Linked DNA regions of Mus musculus: regions 1, 2, 3, 4 and 5 are each linked to region 6. The links are chromatin contacts, called in public Hi-C and HiChIP or PLAC-seq maps. All regions are on one chromosome and are shown on one strand. Each heading gives the region's core, a stretch centred on a gene start, on an enhancer-like site or on the middle of the called end of the contact. The rest is flanking DNA. Distances are from core to core; before and after follow the strand shown. Region 1 overlaps Rere (arginine glutamic acid dipeptide (RE) repeats). Region 2 overlaps Rere (arginine glutamic acid dipeptide (RE) repeats). Region 3 overlaps Rere (arginine glutamic acid dipeptide (RE) repeats). Region 4 overlaps Rere (arginine glutamic acid dipeptide (RE) repeats). Region 5 overlaps Rere (arginine glutamic acid dipeptide (RE) repeats). Region 6 overlaps Rere (arginine glutamic acid dipeptide (RE) repeats).

Region 1 (4,441 bases), core at 1,129-3,628, 150 kb before region 6:
CCATCTCGCCAGCCCAGATATTCAAGTTTTAAGGTAGTTCTAAGTTTGTTCCTCAGTGCTGCTACCCTATGACATCATCTATGACACAGGAAAGTATGGAAGATGGCTGCAATTTCACATACGAAATGTGCCCATGGCACTGCTTCTGATGGTGGACAAGCTATATATCTGCTCTGCAGCCACTGGCCAACCCTGATATACTTAAACTCCTATAAAACTCTCATCTTCTCCAAAGTCTTGGCTGGCTGGCTGGTTGGCTGGTTGGCTGGTTGGCTGGCTGGCTGGTCCTGTTTACTAGAGAAGCAGGAACCACCATTAATCCCCTGGAGTCTCCTTTAACTTAACCTTTCCCAACTCAGCTACCTCTGCAAAGGCACCTTGAATTCTGGATCAATCCACACAACTTGTACCAGCTCCGATTCTCACTCCGTTGTATAAAATCTGTCAGCTTTTCTACCACTTTGCTTTTCTCTCTGCACCCTACCCCCACATAGCCTTGGCAGTTTGATCCCTAATCAGTCTTCCTTTCTGCCCACTGAGTGGTCTAGCTCTGTAGTTTCTCTGCCCCATCAATTACAGATGTCAAAATTAATCTTACTTAATATATAGTGAGACACTGTGTTAAGATGAGAACAGGACGGGTACCTATATAGAAGGTCATAGGTACCACCTATGACTGGGCTTTGCATAAGCAGGTCCTGTATCAATATAATAATGGCTCTTTACTTTATTAAATTAGTTAGAAAGTACTATAGTTGGGGAACACAACCGACCCTGGGGAGAGTGAGACTAGAAATATAACCGGATGGTACAAAGCAAAAGAAATGGAAATGGCTTTTAATGATAAGAAACAAGGTCCATGGGCTGGAGAGATGGCTCTGCAGTTAAGAGTCCTGACTACACTGGGCGTGGTGGCACACGCCTTTAATCCCAGTATTTGGGAGGCAGAGGCAGGCAGATCTCTGAGTTCGAGGCCAGCCTGGTCTACAAAGTGAGCTCCAGGACAGCCAGGGCTACACAGAGAAACCCTGTCTCGAAAAACCAAAAAAGAAAAGAAAAGAAAAGAAAAGAAAGGAAAAGAAAAGAAAAGAAAAGAAAAGAAAAGAAAAGAAAAGAAAAGAAAAGAAAAGAAAAGAAAAGAGAGCACTGACTGCTCTTCCAGAGGTTCTGAGTTCAATTCTCAGCAACCACATGGTGGCTCACAACCATCTGTAATGGGATCCGATGCCCTCTTCTAGTATGTGTCTGAAGACAGCTGCAGTGTACTGATATAAATAAAAATAAATCTTTAAAAAAAAAAAAAAAAACAACCCACTGGGCTGGAGGTTCAGGTACTCGATGCCACCCAAGCCTGAGCACCCAGGTTAGATTCCTGGAGCCCCTCTTCTGGCTGGATACCTTCTTCTGGTATGTCTGAAGACAGTTACAGTGTACTCATATACATAAATAAATAAATCATTAAAAATTAAAGGGAGGGAGGGAGGGAGGGAGGGAGGGAGGAAGGAAGGAAGGAAGGAAGGAAGGAAGGAAGGAAGGAAGGAAGGAAGGAAGGAAGGAAGAAAGGAAGTCCAAACAAGGAGCGCAGGTTAACAGCAGACTCTACTCTCCTCTATCACAAAGACTAGGGAGGGGAATGCCATCAGGAAGTCTACAGGCCCCTTTTTAACGACATTGTGACCTTGATATGCACAGGCCATTCACTGCAGCACTACTCAAAACAGGGCAGGCAGCTCAGACATGCTCTATCTTATGCAGGGTGGAAAAGGAAGGGGCTTAAACCTGGAGGACAGACCAGCTCTGAAGGCAACAAAAGGAAGGAAGCCTAGTGAGTGAGTATTATCTACCATTGACATAAAAGGAGGAGACTAACAGTGGGAAGAAGAACATCATAAAGTCTCTAAAGCCGACGAGCAGCACGTAGGAACAGGCTCAACTGTTCTGCTGGGGAACTGTTTCAAGTAATGCTAAAACATTAATTTACCTACACAGCCCTCAGGGTTTCTCTGTATAGCCCTGGCTGTCCTGGAACTCACTTTGTAGACCAGGCTGGCCTGGAACTCAGAAATCCGCCTGCCTCTGCCTCCCAAGTACTGGGATTAAAGGTGTGCGCCACCATGCCCGGCTCAGAGCTCCTTTCTCATCCATTCTGTCTTTTCTTTTAGGAGATCCACCTGCCTCTGCCTCCCAAGTGCTGGGATTAAAAAGGTGTGTGCCACCACGCCTGGCTCATGTTTAAAGTTTTAAATTTAAATTATAAGCGTCAAAATGAATTTACATATCTAGTTTTACACATACATAAAAGCAGAATTACAGGGAAAGGGGAACGAGGGAGGGAGAAGTGGGAAGATGTTGAAGATGACTCATTTGGGGTTCCTGGGGTGGTTCAGCAGTTAACAGTCAAGTATTGTTCTTGCAGAGGACAGAGTTCAGTTACCAATGTTGGCTTACAGGAGATTCCACTAGGCTCCTCCCAGGGATCTACCTGCTGCCACCAAGTACACCAGGTATGGGCTGCCTATAAAAGGACATTAAATTAGTTAGAAAGTACTATAGTTGGGGAACACAACCGACCCCGGGGAGAGTGGGACTAGAAATATAACCGGATGGTACAAAGCAAAAGAAATGGAAATGGCTTTTAATGATAAGAAACGAGGTCCGTGGGCTGGAGAGATGGCTCTGCAGTTAAGAGTCCTGACTACACTGGGCGTCAGTCACCCAGCATTCTCACTCTCTCTCTTTTTTGTCCTTCTCTGCACCACTCCCGCCTCTTCTCTGCCCTCATGGCTTTACCCTGACCTGTACCTGTCGCCTATCTTTATGTCCACTTCCCAGCCTCTATCCCTTCTCTAGGCCCTTACTCTTCTCCCTTACCCCCCAGTAGAGTCCATTTACATCAGATCTGTTGCTTAGCATAATTTCCCAGGGGCATTCCCTCACCCCTTATATATAATTGTGCACCCACACCAGGCAGTCCACAATTAACTATAACTCAAGATCCAGAGGAATTCAATGTCCTCTTCTGATCTCCTGGGGCAATTATACTCCCATACATGAGTCCCCAAAGACAGAAGTATACACATATAACTCTACATTGAAAGCAAATATTTTTAAGAAGAAATGACTGTTTCACTGTCTTTTGCACACGTGATGCGCATCTATAGGTATGCATTTGATTGCATTTGATTGCATGTGTGTTTGTTGGAGAACAGGCAGAGATGCCTAAGGTTGATATAGGAAATCATACTCAATTGCTCTTTGATTTTATTGATTGAGACAGGGTCTCTCAATCACACCAGAGCTTGCCATTATGACTGAGCTACTCTCCTGCAGGAGGTCACAGGTAGAACAGCACACTGACTTGACAGTTTTATGGGTTCTAATGAACTCTGGTTCCCATGTTTACAGGGCGAGTATTGTGTGTGTGTGTGTGTTTGTTTTTAGTTAAACTGATTTATTCTTGTGTCGGTGAGGGTGGCAATGCCCCACAGGTTGCATGCAGAAGTCAGTTCTCTCCTTCCACCATGTAGGGCAGGATTACTAGGTCTCCAGGCTCCAGCCAATTTGCCAGTCAAATGGCAAGTAGCTCTCAACCCCAAGATATTACTGATTTGATTTGGCGTAAAATATAATAATTGTCTTTTATAAGAAGACTTCTTTATCATTGCACTATTTGTAATTAAAATACTGGATTTGTGATGCATTTCAATGATCAAACATAGGAAGCAGCCTGAGGGAGAACAGACGAAACAAGTCTTGCTAACTCTGCAAAGCTCAGTAACACTGTGGAAGATTGTCTTATGGTCCCACTTTTGTATATGTTATCATCTACCCTAGAAAAATGCTAAAAACTTTAAGAAGGTGTGATGGTTTGTATATGCTTAGCCCAGGGAATGGCACTATTAGAAGGTGTGGCCCTGTTGGAGTAGGTGTGGCACTGTGGGTGTGGGCTTTAAGACCCTCATCCTAGCTGCCTGGAAGCCAGTATTCTGCTAGCAGCCTTCAGATGAAGATGGAGAACTCTCAGCTTCTCCTGCTCTATGCCTGCTCGGATGTTGCCATGTGCCTGCCTTGGTGATAATGGACTGAACCTCTGAACCTATAAGCCAGTCCCACTTAAATGTTGTCCGTATAAGAGTTGCCTTGGTCATGGTGTCTGTTCACAACAGTAAGACCCTAATTAAGACAGAAGGTAATCTGATTTTGGTACTCCAAAACTTTTCTTTAAAATAAATTTTTTTTTTCAGATCTGATAATGAATGTGCATTTTACTTAAATGAAAGTGCACAAACCCAAGTCAAACAAGTTTGCTTCATTCTGGTTTTAGGCACATCCTACCCTAGAAATCACCGTTTCTGTCAGGGTAGTAAATAAATCTTAAGTCAAAGTCTAGTATGTAGATCCTGCAACCCTGGAAACAGACTGTGGAAGAGAAAATGTGTAG
Region 2 (4,564 bases), core at 853-3,352, 230 kb before region 6:
ACCACTGAGCCATCTCTCCAGACCTCAATCTTTTCTTTTCTTTTTTTTTTTTAAAGCCCATTATAAACATAGTTTCTACAAACAATGCACTGCATAAAGATAAAGCACTCTGGTGTCAGTTGTCAGTTTGCACGTGTAGGATAACTTCACAAGCAGGTGTAGGACACACACTATAAACAGCAAAGGGCGAAGACCTCAGCTTTAAAAAACCCGCCTTTTCTTTCCAACACTGGCACCAAGTTTCCTCCATGAAAATCACACACCTGCTGCATTCACACAAGGGAAACAGCCACACCCTCTTAGATTACTTTAGTTAAAACAGTGCCTGCTGGCATGGCGCCCTACACCTGCAATCCCAGGACTCCAGAAGCAAGACAATCTCTAGTTCAAGGCCAGTCTCTGCTATAAAAACCCTGACTCAACCAAACAAAAACAAAAACTCAAATAACAAACAGCCCCAGGCTGTGACTACATTGAGGCAGACAGCCCTCAGCACCACAGCACACTTGCTGGGAGACATCAGGCAGCACCTAGAGATGAGCTGTGCAGAGTACAGTGGTCAGAGCTTAAATGCTCTCCATTTTGCCTGCTGACTAATCCCTCACATCTACTCACATTTCTTCCCAGGCTGGCTGTGCCAGTAAAGAAAGCTACATTTGAAGATTTTTGTTTGTTTGTGTTTTAGTCTTTGAGACAGACATCTGTCTCCTAAAGTGCTAGGATTAAAGGTGTATACCACCACCACCTAGTGAATAAGATCTTTAAAATATAAAATAAGGTGTTACAACTGGGTTTCTTTCTCTTTCCGTACTTAATTTTACTTGTGTGTTCCGGAGCACCTTCAGAGACCATAAGAAGTCAGACCTTTGAGCCAGAGTTATAGGTGGTTGTGAGCTGCCCCACATGGGTGCTAGGCACTGAAATTAGGTCCTCTTGAAGGGCATCAAGAGGTTTTGACCACCAGCCATCTTTCCAGACCACAACTGTACTTCTAAGAAAAGAAAATGGAGTGAGAGTTGGAGGGGGGGGGGGGAAGCTTTATATTAAGAAACTCTATGGGGCTGGAGAAATGGCTCAGTGGGTAAGAGCACTGACTGCTCTTCTGAATGTCCTGAGTTCAATTCCCAGCAACCACATGGTGGCTCACAACCATCTGTAATGGGACCCGATGGCTTCTTCTTAAGTGTTTGAAGACAGCAACAGTGTACTCATATAAACTAACTAACTAAATCTTGGAAAGGAATTAATTGATTGATTAGTTCTATGATTGGGTCAAAGAGGTCTTTCAGTGGTTAAAAGCACTGGCTGCTCTTCTTCTAGAGGACCCAAGATTCAATACCCAGATCCAAAAGGCTGCTCACAACCATCTGTTACTCAAATTCAAATGCAAGCCTTGTCTACTACAGAGAAAGTGTCAAGACAGCTAGTTTTACACAGAGAAACTTATCTCAAAACAACAACAACAATAAAAGATTCAGTAATTATAAGCACTGGCCGCTCTTCTGGAAGATTCAAGTTTAATTTCCAGCACCTGCAAGGTGGCTCACACCTCCAAGTAATTCCAGTCCCAGAGGCTCTGACTCCCTCTTTTGACCTCTACCATCACTGCCTACACATAGTGCACAGAGATGCATGCAGGCATTCACATGCATACATAAATGTGAGAAAAGAATAGAATAGAATATACCTTGGAGTGTTAGGATTTTGAGGCTGTGTAAGTAGTTCCCAAACATTACTGAACAACCTCAATTTTACTTAAACCTCCATTTTAACAACAAAATAGCCATCTTGGCTCAACAGGCAGGGACAAGGAACCCGAGAGCCTGCACTGCCCACTGTGTTGTGAGCAATTAAGACAGTCAGTACCTGCACTGGAGGGACACAGTGAAGAGCAGAGAACTCCTCAGTGTTACTCCGTAGCTGTCCTACAGCTGCCTGTTCTCAGAGTAGCAACCCAGACTACAAGCCCACGCTTTCTTATGTAAGATTAAGCATTGTTTACCTAAGGTTATATCGGAAATTAAATAAAACTTCATGCTGAACACTGGAGTAATTCTTAATCTCTTAATGCTAACAGAACTTTGATGACTCATTCTTCCATCTGGGAGAACATGCTGACACAGGTCATTCTGCCTAGAGATGTAGTTCTCACAGAGCTAGTCTGCAAATCATCTATAGAATTTGCCCCCAGAAACATGACTGATTTCCCTGCTATCTAGCATATTAAAACTCCAAAATTTCCCACCCCATCACAAAAACTTAATAAAGACTAACTGTACCTTCTCTGGGAAACCCAAAGCCTGCGATGCGAGCCAGATCCGCCTGCATTGAAACGCAACCTGCAGAGCACAAGCTCATCCCTCATGGTTCTGTTTCACAACTGTCTCCTCTTTGCCTTCTTCACCCATGGCACCGAGACTGGAGTGAGAATGCGATCTGATGAGAACACTCGGACACGACCACCTGCACTTACAAATAACCAGAGTACAATCTTTCCTGAGGTAGTTGTTGGAAACTAAGAGAAGGGCAGCTAAGATGTCCAGGACAAGTGCTTTCGTGCCTTCCCTCCCCACAGGCTCCTCTCTCCTACAGAGCTGGGCCAAATCAAACTGTCTTCTTGCTAATCTGCACTGCATCTGAGCAGGAGCCACTGCTCCCTATCGGTGAGGGTGGTGCTCCTGTCCACATTCCACTGCTGGCAACAGCAGACAGAGCTGTACACAAAGCCTTCAGAGGACAATCTCCCAGGAGCCACTCTTCCATTCATATAAAGCAGCCATGTTTGCAAGATGAAGAGAGACCATCCTTATGTTTTGAGTATAGTCATCCTGAGATTTTATAAGAAATGGCCATGTATGTGAGAAATGAGTTATTTTGGGATCTGTATTATAAGATAGGTTCCCTGTGGGTGATCAGGATCTAAGTCTATTAGGCCTGTTTATTTTTAACATACAAGGTCAGGGGCCATGTAACTCATCTACCCAACAGCAGAGTGACAGCACTTAGAATGAGAGACCTGGCTTGGAGGACAGCAAATTCCAGAACATCTGGGAGAGGAGCTAGCCCTGTCTTCTCAGAAGTGCAGGACACTTGGCAGTGTTTACATCGATGCACTAACACCCAGACCTCTGTGTAAACAGTTGAGAGATCTGCAGTGGGCAGCCTCAATCATTCTGAGACACTGCTCACTCCTAGTATTTTAATCTACTAACCATATTTTATACATATGTTAAAGAAAGGCAAATGGGGAAAAAGGAAGGAAGAACTGGGTATCTGCACAGATGTAATTCTAAAAGGATCTGACTTGTTATTCTCTCGGGTGCCATGAGGTTAACACGTAATACCCACTCAACTAACCCTCTATAAACAGTTGGTTTTCCTAATCACAGCCACTATTCCCACTTCAGTGGGCAGCAGCATTCAGAGGAAAGCCAGACCTAGCCCCTGTATAACAAACTCCAGAAACCAAGTGTTAGGAAAGCTGATGTCCGTTGCACAGGCACTTTTATCAGACATAAAGGCCTGTAGTGAATGGGAGGAATGGGACTCCTACAGGAGCCTCCAAAGGTAAGGAGACCTGCTCCCACCCAGGGACTCCTGTAGGCTCTCCTCCACCTTTCCCGAGTAACTCAAGAGCAAGGACAGGTGACGGGGAGAACAGCTCCAGAGCAGAACCACTGTGTGCATGGTGTGGCGGCAACGGTGCAGAGCTCAGCGGGAAACACTTTTCTAGCATGATGACGACCAGGGTCTGATCCCTAGCAAGCACACATATGTGCACACAAAGACTTGTTTTCAACAGAATATAATAGATTGGGAAAATATTTTTATATACTCTTTATAGATATCACCTCATTTAAATTTTCACTCATGGTCTAAGAACTTGGAGTTATCACATGGTTTCACAGGAATCAAAAAACAAAAGTGTCCAGTAACCTGCCTGAAGCCCACAGCATGAGTGGCAGAGACAACAGCAGTCCATTGCAGCAACAGTTAAACAGTACTTTAGCCTTTTCATTTTTTTTTTCTTTAAAGCATTTTTAAAAAAATTATCTTTATTAGTTAGGCAGTGGTGGCACATATATTTAATCCCAGCAGTCAGTAGGATCTTGGTTAGCTTGAGGCCAGTCTGATCTACAGAGTGAGTTCCAGGACAGTCAGAGTTACACAGAGAAATGAGAAATGTGTCTCAAACAAAACAACCCCCCCCCAATAAAACCAAAACCAACCAACTAAACAGACAAAAAAAACAAAAAAACCCAAAACAAAAAAACCCTCCTATAGACGTGGTAGGTGTGTGTGTGTGTGTGTGTGTGTAAAATATTTTGAGGCTCAAGAAGTGGCTTACAGATTAAGAACACTTGCTACACTGGGCAGTGGTGGCGCACACCTTTAACCCCAGCACTTAGGAGGCAGAGGCAGGCGGATTTCTGAGTTCGAGGCCAGCCTGGTCTACAACAGAGTGAGTTCCAGGACAGCCAGGGCTACACAGAGAAATCCTGAAACCCTGTCTTGAAACAAAACAAAACAAAACAAACAAGAATACTTGCTGCTTGGGCGGATT
Region 3 (4,296 bases), core at 102-2,601, 140 kb before region 6:
TCCCAAATTTCTCTAATTCCCTGTCTGAGTAAGAATTCCACTGCACAAAATCTGCTAATCCTGATTGGCTCCCTAGTAAACCATAGTCACAGCCCCTACCTGGGCTCTCTCTGCAAACAAGAGGTAAAAACAAACAAAACAAAACAGCTTCACCTGGGTAGAGAGGGCTACTTCATGGTCAGACATCAAGCCACAGGTACCAAACGTGACCTTGTCCACACCTCTGCCTTCTTTGGCAGCAAACCCTTTCCATTTCCACTCTCCTCCTACTCAATGCAAAAAAATCACACAAAATACACATACACCACAGCAAAAACTAACATACAAGAATAAAGAAAAGTATGTGAATCTCAATTTTAACATAGATGTCAATGTTTATAGCCTCTCCAAGCTGGAAAGAGAATTGCCACAAACTCCAAAAAGAAGGCTTTGCTCCTTCAGAAAGAACAGAAGAGAAGCTGATGTGATATGACAGTTCCCTTTGAAAACACACTAAGATGATACAGTTGCAATCGTCATCCACAGCTATCCCCCTCATGTGTCACCTCACAAGAATTATAATTTGCTCTAGCGAACAGGCTCTCAATCAAAACAAGTTCCACCCACCTTCAAAGCAACCAATAGTTGCCCACCTACCACCCTTCCTAAAACAGCCAAACAGATCCATCCTGTGGCCCAGCGATCACCACAAGGCACATGGCTAATGAGGCAGTCTGCAGGTCTGCTCTGCAGGTCTTTAAGACAGACAAGCTCTACAAAATGCACTGGGCAAACCCAGGCTATAATCACACGGAAGAGAGGAAGAGGTGAAGGAAAGGGGTAGAGACATGGATAGAGACTCACAAAGCTTCACACTGTACATTTGCTTAATTCATCTCCTGGTAGACCCCATGCACAGCTCTGATTTTATGCTTCGCAATGCCACCTCTGCATGGCCAGCTGGCAGAATCAAAGGCTTTAGGCACATGCACTATGAATGGCAAGATGATTCATAAACATCTTCAGAAGGAGCTTGAGCAGCAAAGCCAATGTCTTCGAAAGGCCAGGGGAAGATCGCCTACCTGCAGGGGCTGAATGGATCATCCATGACTAACACGGGCTCTCGTGAGTCTAGCTGGATCCCTGCACCTCTACTTACTGCTAAAACTCTGCCCTTTTCTACTCTAAGTACTCAAAATGGAGGCCCATGCAGGCTGAGACCTCACAGAGCTCTCTCTCACTGAGCTTGTGCTATGACCTAAGCCTTCACGCAGAACGCTGAAACTTCCCTCACTCTGACAGGACTGAGCATGTGCTGTGACCCTCCCTCATCCACACACTGTCTCTCCACAACGCAATCAATCTCAACCCTGCTGTTTCCGTAAATAAAGACCAGCCAACAGACTCTGCAGCTTCTCCGAGCACACCAAGCTAGTGTGCAGGGAAGTGGGGCCTTAGAAAGGGGATTCCAGACAGCCAACACCAGGGAACTCCACAAGCCAAGCCAGAAGCGTCCGTCCTCAGGAGACAACAGCAAGTTTTCTTTTGTCTTTTCTATTTTTTAAGTAAGTCAGGTTTTTAAATAACCATGTTTTCAACAAAGAACAAGAACGAGGAAAACAGGTACAAATAACTGCACCTGAAATTAAGCGCAGAAACAGCAGCAGTGCTTAGGAGAAGCAACTAAACACATGTCTTTTTGAAAACGCACTTGACAAAAAGACCAAACAAGCAAGCTAGCCACATAGGTATGGCCACAATGGAGACAGCACTAATACAGCACACAAGGAATGCCATACTTCATGCAAAAAGAACCCCCAAATCTCCAAGTGATTAAATTACAGCATCCTCTAAGGTAATTAATATGAGCCCAGCCAGGTCTCCAAGAATGAACTGAAACAATAAAAACAGCAACAAGGTTCAGATCAAGGATGGGGGGGGGGGGGGGAAATAACCTCAGCAGCAGAGCACTAACCTAGCATGAACCATAATGGTTGGCTGACACTAACCCCCCCTCAGTTAAGTGAACGTGCATGCATATGCCCCTCCCCCCAAATGCCTAAAGACCATCCACTATAAACACCTCAGCATACTTGGAAAAACAAAACAAAACAAAAAAACAACTAACCAACCAACCAACCAACCAACCAAACAAACAAACAAAACATTTCAAGTGCCCTGATTCATTCTCGCACAACACTATCTATAAACCTAAATCTATTAAAACTCATTTTGAAAGATTTCTAAAGCCATGTAACAAGTCCATCTCACTACAGCAATACTGAGGACCAAAGTACTCAGTCACCCTGCCCACAGAGCAGCCAAGAGAGGCCCTGGTAAAACCCTGCAGAACAAGCCTGTCTACCCATCCAGCGTTCGCCTCCCACAAAGCACTGTTTATCATTATGAAATAGCAGGTACGCAGGTTACTCCCGCCTGCAAACTAAATGATCTTTACACCACTCAGTTATAACTTAAAGAAACATCACAAAATTCCCTCAAAACATAAAAGATTGGAAAAAAGGACAGGACCAACTGTTTCTCAGAAATGGAATGGAGTCAAAAAACGAAAATCTTTTCCAAGAACATGAGTTCTTACAGATTCTTAGAGCAGGACATGGTGCTCGGTACCATGTGCAGAGCCCTGTTCATCCTGTGAGACAACATGAGTTCTAAGCTGAGGAATCTACACATTTTCTGCAGAAATACAGCACACCTCAGTCACAGGGCTGAAGGTGAGACTCAGTTATAAGAGTGCTTGCCCAACATGCATGAAGCCCTGGGTTTGATCCTGAGGACCACATGTGCCAGGCAACCCTCGAATTCAAGGAGGTAGGACACCCAAAGTTCAGAGGCTCTCTCAAAAATGTAAAATTTCCTAAGTTCAGAGAGAGAACACATAAGCAGATTTATCTGAAATAGTTTCCCTTTGTCCCAACACATGAAAACAGGGCGACGGGGCGGAAGAGCATTTCCTTAGACCTGCTGCTGCGCTTAGACAGCGCAGAGCTGCTGAAATGGAGCCGGGCATCAAAGAAACTCTTTCACATACAAGAGGCTAACTCGTTACGACGGGAAAGAACTTAATAGCTACACACAGGAAAAAGTTACTATTACATAAAAAGTTACTCCAACTCAAGAAAATCTTATTTTCAAAATTATTGTTTGGGTCTCATTAGCTGCCCTGGGTGACAATGATGGCATGCAACCCAAGTGTCTTCTTCTGACCCCAGGAGGGATCCTGGCTTGTTCCTCCTCAAGAGGTAAACAGGTGACTGGCAGATCGTCCCCTGTGTGTGTTTTTCTGACATTTTGTTGTTGGCTAAGACAGGCAGCTTGTGACAGCTCCCCTGAGGGAGAAGGCAAGCAGGCTACCTACTTCCTCTTTCTTCCAGCTCATCTGCATTTTGAAAAACAAAACAACAGCTCCAAGTGGGGCTGGCTCTCCAGAGAGCTGCGCCCTGGACAGCTCAGCACTGCTTCTCCCCACACTTGCTCACACTGGCACTGGACACTGCTTCTCTCCACACTTGCTCACACTGGCACTGGACACTGCTTCTCCCCACACTTGCTCACACTGGCACTGGACACTGCTTCTCTCCACACTTGCTCACACTGGCACTGGACACTGCTTCTCTCCACACTTGCTCACACTGGCACTGGACACTGCTTCTCTCCACACTTGCTCACACTGGCACTGGACACTGCTTCTCTCCACACTTGCTCACACTGGCACTGGACACTGCTTCTCCCCACACTTGCTCACACTGGCACTGGACACTGCTTCTTCCCACACTTGCTCACACTGGCACGGACACTGCTTCTCCCCACACTTGCTCACACTGGCACGGACACTGCTTCTCCCCACACTTGCTCACACTGGCACTGGACTGTGGTGGCTGCGGCACTTGCTGTTTCTTTTATCTTGGTTGGTGGTGAATTGTTCTTTCAATGTCCTGTCATTTCTAAGAGCAAAGCTCAACATTCACAGACAGTTTACCCGCAGCCATCTTCCACAATCTTGCACTAGGGTACATCCCTCCTAAAACTTCTTACATATATTTCTGACATGGGGCATCACTGGCATGAGTCTGCTTTTTATATTATCTCCTTCTTGACACTTTAGGGTCACAAGCAGGCTTCCCTGGAGACCAACGACAAGCCTGACCTAAATGCCTCACACTATGAACCAAAGATATACTTCCTAGTCAGGTTCATATATGGAACCCAGCTCTGAATTTACAGGCTTTTAAATATTTTTTTTCAATATCTGAAGATGTTTATGTTTTCTGGCAAAAGTTACTGAAATAAGAAGAT
Region 4 (4,029 bases), core at 491-2,990, 210 kb before region 6:
GCTAAGAAGCACTTCCATCAAAGGCAGACCTCAGTCACCAGTAAGCTTCCTGTCAACCAGCAGTCACTGTCTCCTACCCACCACAGGCACTGTGTTTGCTCACTCTGCCCCCGTGAATGATGGCTATCACACTCAGGCAAGTCCCTAAAGGGAGGCTTCTAGATAGAAAGCTGGTATGAGCCAATCACAAGGCTGCCCTGCTGGTTTCTGTTCAGAACAACAGTGCTCCCATGATACCTCACTTTTGCTAAAAATATTGATACTGAGGGAACATGAACACAGCTGTGTGTAAATCACACACACAAACAGATCAGCTCTATCTGCTTAAAAGGGATACAAACACACTACTAATGCATTTGCATTCACAGTTGGACACACTGAGCTGCAAGCTGAGACTTTTCTGCCCCCTCCTCCCTTCTGATGCAGAACATGGTTCCCTGCACTTGTTTGTTGGAGAAGGTATCTGAGGTTAGGAAGGAGATACTGTCATAAGAGCTGTGGAGTTTCATTTTGGCAGGAAAATCCATCTTGCTAGAGTGACTTTAGTTAGGAGCAGGGGGCACCCATTACTTCTGGCATTTTGCTGGTGAAGGCAAGACAGCTGTTCAAGGCTAGGCTAGCTACACTGAAAGATTATCTCAAAAAAGAAAAGTGGAGGTAATGTGGGGGATGGGAGAAAAGGCAGCATGGGCAGAAGCAGAAAGTGGGGAGCCTGGGCGTGTTCAGAAAGAACAATCAGAAGCCCTGTCTTCTATAATAGGCTCACACAGACACATATTGTGCTCACACAGACACATATTGTGCTCACACAGACACATATTGTGCTCACACAGACACATACTGTGCTCACACAGACACATACTGTGCACACGCTTGAAAGAGACCCACCAGCTGGGCAGTGGTGGTGCACACCTTTAAACCCAGCACTTGGGAGGCAGAGGCAGGCAGATTTCTGAGTTCCAGGCCAGCCTGGTCTACAGAGTGAGTTCCAGGACAGCCAGGGCTACACAGAGAAACCCTGTCTCGAAGGAAAAAAAAAAAAAAAAGGAGAGAGAAAAAAAAGAAAGCAATAAAGGAAGAAGTTCCAATAACAATATGTGGACACAACAAGGACCTAATTTTATTCTTTTCTGTGTGTATGTGTGATAAAAATCCTCCAATTAACTTCCTTCTTTTATCTTTTCGCAACGTCGTTCCTATAAACCGAGAGGGGGAGGGGAAGAGAGATCCATTTCTAAGGCTTGGTTTACGGTGCTTACAGTTTCACCAATAAATCATCTCCCAATCTGGGCTTGGAAAAGCACTGGCCACGGTTTGATTGCTCCAGCCCCAGGTTGCCAGGCAACCAGCACAAGGGGGAAGTCTGAGAAGAGCTGACAGATAGCCAAGTGGCTGAAACAACAGACTTCTCTCTGTCACAAATGTGTTTCAGAGCACTACTTGCCCACCTCCTGCTCTCTGCTAAACACGACATGACTGTAAAATCAAAATCAAAAGGCCCCTGTAATAAAAACATACTTCCTGCCCAATTACCAATTGTTAAAATGCTGTGGGGAGGCCCAGATCACACAGTGTACTGCAACAGAAATGTGATACTGTAAACGAGATGAAGTCGCAGCGTTTGAGAAACCTGAGCTAAATGCGGCCTTGTCATTTCAAGTCAGGGGACCTGGTGCGCAGAGGAAATCAGCAGCCAGAGAAGCACCGGAAGGAGAACAGCGACTGATGGAGGAGGACGTTAAAGGAACAACCCAGACAACTACGTTACAGGGGAAGTCACAACTGCTTGATAAAAACCAAGAAACTCTTCAACTGTTCACTGTGGCTTAGAGACAACAAGAGTGTCCTTCCTCTTCAGGGTTGATCAAGGACCTCCTGGAAGCCACACGTGCTGGTGGTTCCAACTGGACTCCCAAATGCTTAACTGTGACCTGGATTATCAGAATGCATTCTATTCTTAGGATAATGTTGATTTGACCAGTTTGAGACACAAGAGTCTAAGGAAGCATGCGCAGCCCCTAGGGTCTGTGTCCTAAGCCAGCACACACGGCGCCCACAGGTATAATAAGTACCAACTCTGAGGCCATGGCATTGAACCTGACATCTTGAATGTTCCAGAAACAAGGGGCAATTCTTAATCTGTTTTATGCCATAGATACTTTGTCATTCTGGCCAACCTAAGTCTCCTAAAAAACAGTTTGTGTTTGCCTAAATACATGGGACTTCAGAGGGAGCCAGTGATAATGAAATTCCATCACTAAAACATTTTTAAAGTTTATTTTTATGTATATTAAGTGTTTGCCTGCATGTATGTAGTGCACTGCATTTGTGCAGTCCCTGAGAAGGCCAGAAGATGGTGTCATATACCTTAGAACTAGACTTACAGGCTCCTGTCCACAGCAATGTGGGTACTGGGAACTGAAGCCAGGGCCTCTTGAGAGTGGCCAAGTCTTACCAGCAAGACATTTCTCCAGCTCCACCTAAACATTTTTTCCTTTTTTTTCTTTTTTGATTTTTCTAGACAGGGTTTCTCTGTGTAGCCTTGGGTGTCCTGGAACTCACTTTGTAGACCAAGCTGGCCTCAAACTCAGAAATCTGCCTGCCTCTGCCTCCTAAGTACTGGGATTAAAGGCGTGCGCCACCACGCCCGGCACCTGAACATTTTAAAAGGTGTGCTGGAGTGGTGTGTGTGCTACATTAACAATAAAGAGCAAAACTACCTGAGGGTCTGCTATAGGGAAGAGGTGGTGGTGTGCATTTTTTTTCAGTGTGAGCTCACAACATGGGCTTCAGAGTACAAGGGCAGAAGTATTCTATCAAAGCAATGTCAGCCAGTTCATGCTTGGGCGCCCAGGATGACCCTCTCTTTATACTACCAACCCATATCCTACCAGGTCTCCAGGACTCTCCTGGGGACCAGACTGATGATTCAAATAGTTCTTAGGGAATCCATTTCCAAACCCTCAGCTTTCGTAGGATTCATCTGTCAGAGAGGGCCGGTATCTACCTTTCCTTCTCATCTCTATTTATTTGTTTCTGTTGTTGTCTGTTTTTATTATTGAGACAGGGTTTCTCTGTGTAGCCTTGGCTTTCCTGGAACTCAATCTGGCTTGAACTCCTAGAGATCCACTGGCCTCTGCTCCTGAGATTAGAGTGTGCTTCACCACCTCCGGCTTTCTTCCCTCCCCTCTTCTCTTAGGAGGAAGCTTTGGTGCTCTCAGGGCACTGCATAGAGCACAATTCAAGGCCCCAGGGCTAAGTTGGATACTTTTTGTTGTTGTTGTTGTTTTCTGGGACAGGGTTTCTCTGTGTAGCCCTGGCTGTCCTGGAACTCACTCTGTAGACCAGGCTGGCCTCGAACTCAGAAATCCACTTGCCTCTGCCTCCCGAGTGCTGGGATTAAAGGTGTGCGTGTGCCACCACACCCGGCTTTAGATACTTTTTAATTCTGTTTTCAACCTAATTGAAGTTTTGATGAAATACCATTTGTTAGGCAACTGAAAACAGAACCCAACAACAGATCATACTTTGGGCATTATTATGGAAGGAACTCAGGTAAATCAGTGGTGCTGGCAACCCTTAATTTCCATCTGTTTATTCACGTAAGCATGGCTTCCTGGCACTGACATCTACAAATAACTGACAAACGGGAATGAGCAGAACATCACCTCATGCTAATGTTCATCTAAGAGCTAATTTTTAGAAAGTCCACCGCATTCACCAGGCAGCGATGACACGCACTTGGGAATGTGTATGATGGATGAGTTTTAGTTTGCCTTATGTCTGCGCACCATGTTCCTGGGACTTCTGGAGGCATAGAGAGCATAGGAACTCCTAGACTGGAGCTAACAGACATTGTGAGCCACCATTTGGTGCTGGGAACTAAACCAGGGTCCCCTGTAAGACATTAAGTACTCTTAACCACCGAGGAGTTCTCTAGACACCCATTTTATTTTAAATGTCAACATTTGTACATTGGAAATGACATCCTCATGATAAAAAAAAAAAACCACATACACACAAAAACAC
Region 5 (4,247 bases), core at 1,194-3,693, 240 kb before region 6:
CGGTGTGGAGTGAGGGAGGATGAGTCATGTACAGGCAAAGGCCTGTAGTGGGAAGTCACTGTGCTTGATGCTCTTGTCTGTTTTGTTTTTAAATCAACCTATGAGAAACCACACAGGCCTGGGCTTCATGCTATTGGGTCTTAAGCTGAATGAATAAAACCAGAGTCAGAAGTCAGGTATGATGCCTTTACAATCTCTTTACACCCAGAAGGCAGATAGCAGGATCAGGAGTTCAAGGACATTATCACTAACTGCTAGGCTACATGAGACCCTGTCTCAAAACAAAACAAAACCAACCAACCAACCAACCAACCAACAACCAAACCAGAAAAACAAAAAAAGCATCAGCCCTAAACTGACCCCAGGCTTAAAGACACTTTGGCCCTCAGCCCATTTTCCTGAAGCAGAGTATCCCTATTCTCACTGTTAGGTCTTCTGACCTCCTTCTGACCTCTCACTGTTAGATCTTCTGACCTGTCCTTCCACCCCTAAATGTTAAACGCTCGTGGGTGTTTTGCCTGCTCAAATGTTTGCACACAACTTGAGTGCCCAATCTCCTGGAACTGGAGTTACAGGAGGCTGTGAGCCACCATAAGGTGCTGGAAATTGAACCTGTGTAATGTAGGACAGCCAGTACTCTTAACCATTGAGCCACTCCTGCCCACAGGATGAGTAAAAAGACAGACCAGAACCTCAAAGCAGAGATTGAGCATCACATCTTGCAGAGCCTGCACCAGGCTGTGGAACGACCATACAGCTATCTGTAAAAACCAATCGAAATGAGTTCATAGGTAGTGCTGTGACCAGAAGCACCCACAGTAGTTATGTTTCTGCTCCAGGCAGTGTTAATGCCTCCACCACCCATGAGTGGGCATCACAGTGATGTCAGATTCGCCTCTGCTCCCACATCACATGCATAGAACTGGGTGTTATCCACAGCTGCCTCCACAGAGATGAAGAGGCTGGCTTCCCATCTGAGGCACTAGATTGGTTAAACGGTATGTTTACCTATGCATGTGTCTGTGGTGGTACACCACTGGGGAACGACTGAAGAAAAACTATTATTCATTACTGTTTAGCCTTTCTCACCTGGAGCTGTACAACTGAAACACAGGTCTCCAAAGCCTCAGACAGTTCTGCTGTGAGCAGGACGCAATGAGGCCCATTCTGCATACACAGGAAGAACGTCAGCACATCATACAACTAATGCTAACACTATAGGCCAGAATCTCAGCCAGTATGGACAAACAAGACTCAACACAGCTCAGACCAGCACCTTCTGCTGCAAATGATAGTTTTTCATTTACACTCATTAACCTATTAAAAAACTACCTTGAGCCAGAATTTCCTTCCATGATCTGGTAACAGAACACTAGGCTTCCCTGGCTGTGCCTTTTCTTGCTCTTCTAAACTCTCTCTGAGGCCCTTGCTTGCACAGTCAGCGGAGGTCAACATTGATGCCTTTCTTTATTGGTGTGGTTGACAGCCAGTACTATACACAGAAACATTGTCTCAAAAGTTAAAACAAATCAAAAACCCCAAACAAACAAAAGGACCAGAAATTCAGAACTAAGTTCACCTGGGAAGTATGAACTTTAAATATACTTTCTTCCTCTGTTCTTACTCACCTCAAACCACAGGCACCGCATACAGCCATAGAGTAAGGCCATTATTCGAGGCCACCCTGATCTATATAGCTAGTTCTAGGACAGCTGGGGCTACACAGTGAGACTTGTTTTTAAAAAAAAGCTCAGGGCTAGTGATGGTGCCTGGGAAGGACACAGTCTAAACGCCCAGCTCCCAGCTCAGCATCTCACTAGGAACTAGCAGGCCCATGCACACCAGCAGCCTCTCTGCTGCCCCGCCCACCCTGCTTCCATTCTGATTTCATCAGCAGAAGAACTGAGGGTCAATTCTTGATGGATATAGTGCAGTGGCACAGACTTCACCAAGTAAGTACTGGGCTTGACTCTAGCCAACACACACACACACACACACACACACACACACACACACACACACACACAAAATAAGAAAAAGGAAGGATATGTACATTAACAGAGTTTTAGTAGGATTAAGAACAAAAACAAGAAACACAGCTACCAGTCTACAGCTGGCTACTAGGGGTTTCTGGGGCAAGTTCGGTGAAGAACTATCACTGATGTTGACTGGACACTGATGTTGGGGGACTTGCAACATCCTGTAACTACTTTTCTTTTCTTTTCTTTCCTTTTATTTTTATTTTTTACTTTTTTTTTTTTTTTTGGAGACAGGGTTTCTCTGTATAGCCCTGGCTGTCTTGGAACTCACTTTATAGACCAGGCTGGCCTAGAACTCAGAAATCCGCCTGCCTCTGCCTCCCAAGTGTCAGGATTAAAGGGGTGAGCCACCACCAAAGTTACACATACACACACGCACACACACTTCTATTGGCAAACTATGAGTATTTCTTGTGGTCATGTGGGATACTCTAGAGCTGCTGCTCTCAACCTGTGGGTTGTGACCCCTCTGGAGGTCGAATGACTCTTTCTCAACCACAGATATTTACATTATGACATATAGCAGTAGCAAAATTATAATTCCAAAACAGAAACAAAAATAATTTTATGGTGGGGGAGGGGTCATCACAAAATGAGGAACTGTATCAAAGGGCAGTAGGAAGGCTGAGAGCCACTGCTCTCGGGCATTATAACCCAGCCTATTACAGTTTCCATACTGTGTCCCTTACATTTTCTGTTTGAAATTCCCAGTGTCCTGTCATGTCAGGCACATGCTTCAAATCCCAGTCCCTGGTGGGTGCAGATAATAAAATCTGGAGTTCAAGGCTACATGGAGTATGTGAGTGGAACCTGAGCAGGGTTCCTAATCTGCCCAGTAGGGCCTGGCTTCACACACTGTCACTTACACTGTCTCTGTCACAGACCTGACATCTGTAACTAGAGAACACGGGCTTTATTCAAAAAACAAAAAACAAAACAAAAAAACAAACCAGTAACAAACAAACAAAAAACAAAACAAAACAAAAAAAACCTACCAAAACCCCATAAAACCAAAGACAAACTACCATTTCCTCCCCTGCACTTCCTGGTTTTTTGAAGCACTGAGCATAGCCACACCTACTACCACTGCATTACAATTATGTAATGCTGTAGCTATTTAGTAAATAGTTACAAAATGAATGGGTAGTAAGAAGAATATGCTAACTCATCTCTTAAATAAACAACCTAAAACCACACGTTGTCTTACAGAATGTCATATTTTTTTAAAGTTAAAAAAAAAAGGCATAATACCCATATACAATTTTGTAAGATATAAAACCCAACAAAATGTAATAGAAAAGTCAAGAGTTATTCCTGGTTTCCTTGACCACAGTTAGAATGGTTTGGTGCAGGGGACAGAGGTCAGGGCTAGGAGGCTGGCTTTAGGGCAGCCTGAGTTCCAACACAGGGCCGGACTCCCTTCCATTTCACACATTTGCTCTTTGTGCTGCAGCTGAGTTTAGGGCCTTCACATGCTAAGCATGTGCTCTACCACTAAGCTGTACCTTTAGACCATCTCCTTTCTAAAGAGAGTGGTTCTTCAGAGTTCCCTAACTTCAGACCCTGCAACTTCCGGTCTCCCCAGAGGCTGGAATAATAATTCTTTTAAATTATCTTTTTAAGGATCAAAGAGATGGCTCAGTATTTAAGAGCACAGGCTTTTCTTCCAGAAAACCTAAGTTCAGGTCCCAGCATCCACACACACCACTTAGCATCTCACAATTTTCTATCTAGGAGATCTGATACTGTCTTCTGGCCTCCATGGGCACTGCATGCATATAGTACAGACTTATATGCAAGCAGAACACACACACACACACAAAAAAAAAAAAAAGCAAAAACTCTAATTTCTACTTAGCGCTCACCCATACTAACCAGATCTAACAAGATACACAAAACCCTTTTCCTGTCTCAGCCATCATGCTTAAGACAATTAATTGTCTAATAATTAGCCCAGGATGTAACATTTGACTTTCCTATCAACAAACCACATGCCTTTATCTCTACTGTTCCACTTGGTAACTTTAATTATATCCCTAAAATTATGGCTACTGACAATGGTACGGAGTCTGTCTACAATAGAGACCTCTGCACTAAAGAGTCAGGCATGCATTTAAGGTTGGACAGGCAAACACATAGCTGCTCCAAGGCTGCAGTGAAATGTTTCATCAACTGGGTCGTCTGTCTGGAGAACGGCAAAATTGATGA
Region 6 (4,038 bases), core at 1,363-3,862:
AACCTGTATATCAAGTTCCAGGGATCTGACATTTCTAGTATATGCTGGCACCTGCACACACACAATACACATAAAATCATGGAGAAGGCACTTGTATATACACACAAATAATAAATAAATTCTTAAAGAATTTTACATATAGAACCATACTCCTCTAGGTGAATACTCGCATTATATCCATGTGTCAGTGAGCAAACAAAGAGGCAATGGTGTTAAACCACCTCTGGTCGATGCAGCTACCTAACCGCACAACCAGGATTTAAATTGGCCCTGCATGCCAAAACAAAAGGCTATCTGGCATAATAACTCAAATTATCAGTCAATAGAGGCTTCCATCTTTGACCCTTTACCTACCTATCACAAGCCAACTAGAGTTTTCATTAGATAAAAGGCAGGGTGCTAAGTAAGGAATGTTGATCTGCACTTAGGGCCATCAAATCCTGAAAACACTACATTAAATTATCCTAATGATCAAATTAAGCTATCCATTATCAAAACGGAGGAGAACAGCAAATAAAACTACAAAAAGACAACTCAGAAGAAGAAAACCTAGCAACCTTAGCCTTGGGTTAGCAATAACAATGAATGAACAATTCAGGGCCTGAAAGGGATTTTCCCCAGAAGAAGGCAGCAGTGGTACTGCCTGCAGCTCCGCATAAATTACACGGACTCTGTGTTCTCGCGCCTAAGGACAGCACAGAAACAACCTAAGGAGGTGAGTGAGCTTTCAAGTTGAGGAAGAGTGAATCTAAAGGGGCTTGGGGGAGCTTTAAGTACCAACCAGTTTCTGCCTCCTCCTCCACCACTCCATTAAGTATGTTTCATGATACTACTAAATAAGAGTTCACTTTGATTAAACTACTTTCATAGCCAAATGACTTAAAGCTCCATTAACCCAGACTATACTGGAGGAACTGGTTTTTGTCATAGCCAGGATCAACAGAAGTAACCGTTATTTAAATAAAGTAACTGCCTACTCTTAAGTAAAGCAAGGCGGCTGCCATGAAGCACTTGGTGCCAACAAAGTCTAAAGAGTAGGCTGTGGTTTAAGATGAAACCCAGGAAGAAAAGTCACTCTTCCTATAAAGGACAGTTTGGCTCTTTCAAATAAAAAGGCTTTATTTCTGAGAACACATAAAAATTTGAGACAACCTGCTTTCCAGTTCTGGGAGACTTCTATTACTACACTACACAAACCAACATAACAGAACATCCTGAAAGAGAATCATGTTTTGTTTCCAGCCTGGAGCCCATCTTCCCGGCAACGATGTGCTGATGGCAAATCACCCTGCAGAGCTGCAATGGGCTCCTCAACTTGTTCCAAAGAGTCTGCTCTAAGCCTCGGCCAAAGTGCCAGTCTGACACAGAAAAGTAGCTTTATATTTTACTAACTATATTTGTTCATCTTTTATTATTTTATTTTGTAGTATGTATGAGTGATTACTTCATGCCTGGTGCCTGTGAAGGCCAGAAGACATTAGGTCCTATACAACTTAAGTTACCATGATGTAAAGCATCGTGTGGGCTCAGGGAACAGAACCTAGACGAGCAGGCAGTGCTCTTATCCACTAAGCAATCTTCCCAAGCCTCGGAAAACGAGTTTTAATCTTGTTACCACCAAGTATTCTACCTGTGAACCGAAAAGTTACCATCAGAAACTGTTCTTAATTGGAGATACACTCAGTGGCAGGGCACGGGTCAAGCAGTCAAAAGGCCCTGTATTTGATCCTGAGCAGCACACAATAAAAAAAAAAAAAAAATCATCTATTATACTAACAAGTACATTCATTCTTTATGGTAACAAAAGCAACCCAATTTATATGCATAAGCTGAAGTTGTCACTTCTGGGTAAATACAGAAACCATCATAGTTTATATAGGCTGTACAGAAGTAGACGGTGGGCTATGATGGTTTCTCTATATACAAATAATTGTGAGCGTGAATTTAAAAAGGAAAAAATATTTTATGGCACAGAAAATTCAAATGTCAATGTTCATAGGTAAATTTTTATTGAAAATGTTCGTGTCTGTTCATTTACTTATTTGCTTATGTCAACTTTTGTATGTCATAGACAAGGTTAAAGGAGGCTTGAGAGATGGCTAAGCCATTAAGAGCACTTACAACTCTTACAGAGGACCTCTATTTGATTCTGAGCACCCCACAAGGTAGCTTACAACCATCGTTAATACCAGTTCCAGGGAATCTGCTACCCTCTTCTAATCTCCTCAGGCATGCACATGGTACAGATACATCCAGGCAAAACACTAAAACATATAAAATAAATTAAATCTTTAAAAATAAAAGAGGGCAGGGGAAGGTGGCTAGGCAGTGGTGGCACACACCTTTAATCCCAGCACTCAGGAGGCAGGGGCAAGGCATCTCTATGAGTCTGAGGCCAATCTAGACTACAAAGTGAGTTCTAGGACACCCAGTGCTGTTATACAGAGAAATCCTCTCATGAAAAACAAAGAGGCAGCGTGGAATTGGAAAGTGGAATGTATACAACAGAGCCAGCAAAGCCCAAAATATTTACTCTATGTCCCTTTCATGAAAGGCTTTCTATTTGTAGACATTATATAATGACTACTCAACTTCCTTTCTGTAAAAGCCTTCAATCAACTTCCCTTTTCACCCCTTCTAAGAAAAAGTGAATAGAGAAGGGTCAAGGGGCATGAGGCCCTCACCAAGAGAGGAGGAAGTGTGGAGAGGGAGGAGGAGGAGGAGGAGGAGGAGGAGGAGGAGGAGGAGGAGGAGGAGGAGGAGGAGTAACGGACAGTTACCTTATGTGCTTCCTGTGCTTACGGTGTGGGAAAAGACCAGAAGCGGGCTGACCTGGACAGCGTCCGGAAGCTGTGAGCTAATGCCCATAACCAAAGCTAATGCACAGGATGGCCGTTTTAAAACAAAATTTACTGGGTTGTTATTATTATTATTATTATTATTATTATTATTATTATTATTATTATTATTATTCCTTGCCTGCATGTGTGTCTGTGTGAAGGTGACAAGTCCACTGGAACTGGAGCCTCAGACACTTGTGAGCTGCCATGTGGGTCCTTCAGAAGAGCAGCCAGAGCTCGTAACACCAGCCCCACATAGGATTATCATTTGAACTCTTAATCGGTTTCTTTCCAAAGAAATGGCTGTACCTGTTATAGGTCCAACAACAATTTAATTTAACCACAGGGACTGGGTGACAGGCAGGGGCACAGGCACTCAGCTGAGCTCCCTGTGGAGCCCCTAAGCGGCCTCTCAGTCTGCTCATCTGCCCTGCCTGTGCTTGTACAGGAATCTGCAGATATTAGTGTGCTTTAACAGGCAGGCTTCCCAGCAAGAGTGATAAACTGGAATTCGATACAGCTAATAAATGCAACTGAATAGCTTTGTTTTAGCCAGTCCTGATGGCACAAGTCAACAATCCCAGCACGTAAGAGAATCGAGACAGAAGAATCAAGAGTTCAAAGCCAGCCAGAGCTATGTAAAATTCTATCACAAAAAACTAAAGCATATGGGGCTAGAGAGCTGGGCCACTGATTAAAGTAATTTCTGCTCTTCTAAAAGACCTAAATTTGGTTCTAAGCACCTATGTCAAGGCAGATCACAAGAGCCTGCAACAACAGCTGCAAGGGAGGCAACACTCTCTTCCGGCCTCCATATACATGCTGCATACACACACACACACACACACACACACACACAGACAAAAACTCATTTAGAGGCTGGAATGATGGTAAATGCACTTGCCACCAAACCTGATGACCTAAGGTAGATCCCTTGGGACACATGGGATAAGGAGAGAATTGACTCCCACCAGCTGTCTTTTGACTGCCATCATTTTCTACCTGTGGTTAGGCTTGTTATTAGACTGAACAGAGCTTTGACCTAAAAGAGTTACAACCATTTTTTTTAAGGAAAAAAAACAAATCATCCTCTCTCTCTCTCTCTCTCTCTCTCTCTGTGTTTATGTGTATTTTCTAAATAAATAAATGTATATAATAATTTTTAAAGGCTCATTTAGACTTGAAAACAGTTCTTTCC

Evidence for each region. A called contact is a pair of places that touch in the nucleus more often than the background predicts. HiChIP or PLAC-seq counts read pairs in DNA pulled down with a chosen protein or histone mark.
Region 1: a contact with region 6 is called in an H3K4me3 HiChIP or PLAC-seq map of bone marrow-derived macrophages, with 5 times the contacts expected there. The contact joins two enhancer-like sites. A contact is called at or near these places in 1 of 15 datasets of contacts at CTCF or cohesin (large pre-B cells), 6 of 115 datasets of contacts at active chromatin or transcription factors (bone marrow-derived macrophages, differentiating embryonic stem cells, embryonic basal ganglia and 2 more) and 1 of 9 other capture datasets (embryonic stem cells).
Region 2: an H3K4me3 HiChIP or PLAC-seq map of bone marrow-derived macrophages shows a contact between it and region 6, with 2.6 times the contacts expected there. The contact joins two enhancer-like sites. A contact is called at or near these places in 7 of 39 promoter capture datasets (the C10 cell line, cranial neural crest, hippocampal neurons and 3 more), 1 of 15 datasets of contacts at CTCF or cohesin (large pre-B cells), 7 of 484 Hi-C or Micro-C datasets (the HL-1 cell line, bone marrow-derived macrophages, cerebral cortex and 3 more), 19 of 115 datasets of contacts at active chromatin or transcription factors (the HPC-7 cell line, acute myeloid leukemia, bone marrow-derived macrophages and 12 more) and 4 of 9 other capture datasets (adipose tissue, embryonic stem cells, liver and 1 more).
Region 3: a contact with region 6 is called in an H3K4me3 HiChIP or PLAC-seq map of bone marrow-derived macrophages, with 5 times the contacts expected there. The contact joins two enhancer-like sites. A contact is called at or near these places in 1 of 39 promoter capture datasets (embryonic stem cells), 1 of 15 datasets of contacts at CTCF or cohesin (pro-B cells), 36 of 484 Hi-C or Micro-C datasets (B cells, the C2C12 cell line, the CH12 cell line and 22 more), 18 of 115 datasets of contacts at active chromatin or transcription factors (the 230-238 cell line, the HPC-7 cell line, astrocytes and 12 more) and 4 of 9 other capture datasets (adipose tissue, embryonic stem cells, liver and 1 more).
Region 4: a contact with region 6 is called in a Hi-C map of peritoneal macrophages, with 4 times the contacts expected there. The contact joins two enhancer-like sites. A contact is called at or near these places in 6 of 39 promoter capture datasets (the C10 cell line, hippocampal neurons, liver and 2 more), 1 of 15 datasets of contacts at CTCF or cohesin (pro-B cells), 23 of 484 Hi-C or Micro-C datasets (B cells, the C10 cell line, the G1E-ER4 cell line and 16 more), 18 of 115 datasets of contacts at active chromatin or transcription factors (bone marrow-derived macrophages, cardiomyocytes, embryonic basal ganglia and 11 more) and 4 of 9 other capture datasets (adipose tissue, embryonic stem cells, liver and 1 more).
Region 5: a contact with region 6 is called in an H3K27ac HiChIP or PLAC-seq map of microglia, with 7 times the contacts expected there. The contact joins two enhancer-like sites. A contact is called at or near these places in 1 of 15 datasets of contacts at CTCF or cohesin (large pre-B cells), 11 of 484 Hi-C or Micro-C datasets (CD8 T cells, the G1E-ER4 cell line, the MC3T3-E1 cell line and 7 more), 11 of 115 datasets of contacts at active chromatin or transcription factors (the HPC-7 cell line, T-cell acute lymphoblastic leukemia, acute myeloid leukemia and 7 more) and 2 of 9 other capture datasets (adipose tissue and embryonic stem cells).

The regions. Positions count from the first base shown.
Region 1 is chr4:150,502,783-150,507,223 of GRCm38.p6, reverse strand. All of the region lies in intron 8 of Rere (arginine glutamic acid dipeptide (RE) repeats), which reads right to left. Among named protein-coding and RNA genes, the nearest start is that of Gm52709, 38 kb to the right of the region's middle. Within about 2 kb of position 2,378, at least 21 of the 459 cell types and tissues checked have an H3K27ac peak or open chromatin away from gene starts, as enhancers often do. A contact at or near this core is called in bone marrow-derived macrophages, where this site is marked.
Region 2 is chr4:150,574,004-150,578,567 of GRCm38.p6, reverse strand. The region is part of intron 12 of Rere (arginine glutamic acid dipeptide (RE) repeats); the gene reads right to left. Among named protein-coding and RNA genes, the nearest start is that of Slc45a1, 76 kb to the left of the region's middle. Within about 2 kb of position 2,102, at least 37 of the 459 cell types and tissues checked have an H3K27ac peak or open chromatin away from gene starts, as enhancers often do. A contact at or near this core is called in bone marrow-derived macrophages, where this site is marked.
Region 3 is chr4:150,485,341-150,489,636 of GRCm38.p6, reverse strand. The region is part of intron 7 of Rere (arginine glutamic acid dipeptide (RE) repeats); the gene reads right to left. Among named protein-coding and RNA genes, the nearest start is that of Gm52709, 20 kb to the right of the region's middle. Within about 2 kb of position 1,351, at least 273 of the 459 cell types and tissues checked have an H3K27ac peak or open chromatin away from gene starts, as enhancers often do. A contact at or near this core is called in B cells, the HPC-7 cell line, bone marrow-derived macrophages and 3 more, where this site is marked.
Region 4 is chr4:150,554,307-150,558,335 of GRCm38.p6, reverse strand. The region is part of intron 11 of Rere (arginine glutamic acid dipeptide (RE) repeats); the gene reads right to left. Among named protein-coding and RNA genes, the nearest start is that of Gm52709, 89 kb to the right of the region's middle. Within about 2 kb of position 1,740, at least 225 of the 459 cell types and tissues checked have an H3K27ac peak or open chromatin away from gene starts, as enhancers often do. A contact at or near this core is called in B cells, the G1E-ER4 cell line, bone marrow-derived macrophages and 4 more, where this site is marked.
Region 5 is chr4:150,592,882-150,597,128 of GRCm38.p6, reverse strand. All of the region lies in intron 12 of Rere (arginine glutamic acid dipeptide (RE) repeats), which reads right to left. Among named protein-coding and RNA genes, the nearest start is that of Slc45a1, 57 kb to the left of the region's middle. Within about 2 kb of position 2,443, at least 75 of the 459 cell types and tissues checked have an H3K27ac peak or open chromatin away from gene starts, as enhancers often do. A contact at or near this core is called in the G1E-ER4 cell line, the HPC-7 cell line, acute myeloid leukemia and 2 more, where this site is marked.
Region 6 is chr4:150,348,500-150,352,537 of GRCm38.p6, reverse strand. The region is part of intron 1 of Rere (arginine glutamic acid dipeptide (RE) repeats); the gene reads right to left. Among named protein-coding and RNA genes, the nearest start is that of Rere, 69 kb to the right of the region's middle. Within about 2 kb of position 2,612, at least 33 of the 459 cell types and tissues checked have an H3K27ac peak or open chromatin away from gene starts, as enhancers often do. A contact at or near this core is called in B cells, the G1E-ER4 cell line, the HPC-7 cell line and 7 more, where this site is marked.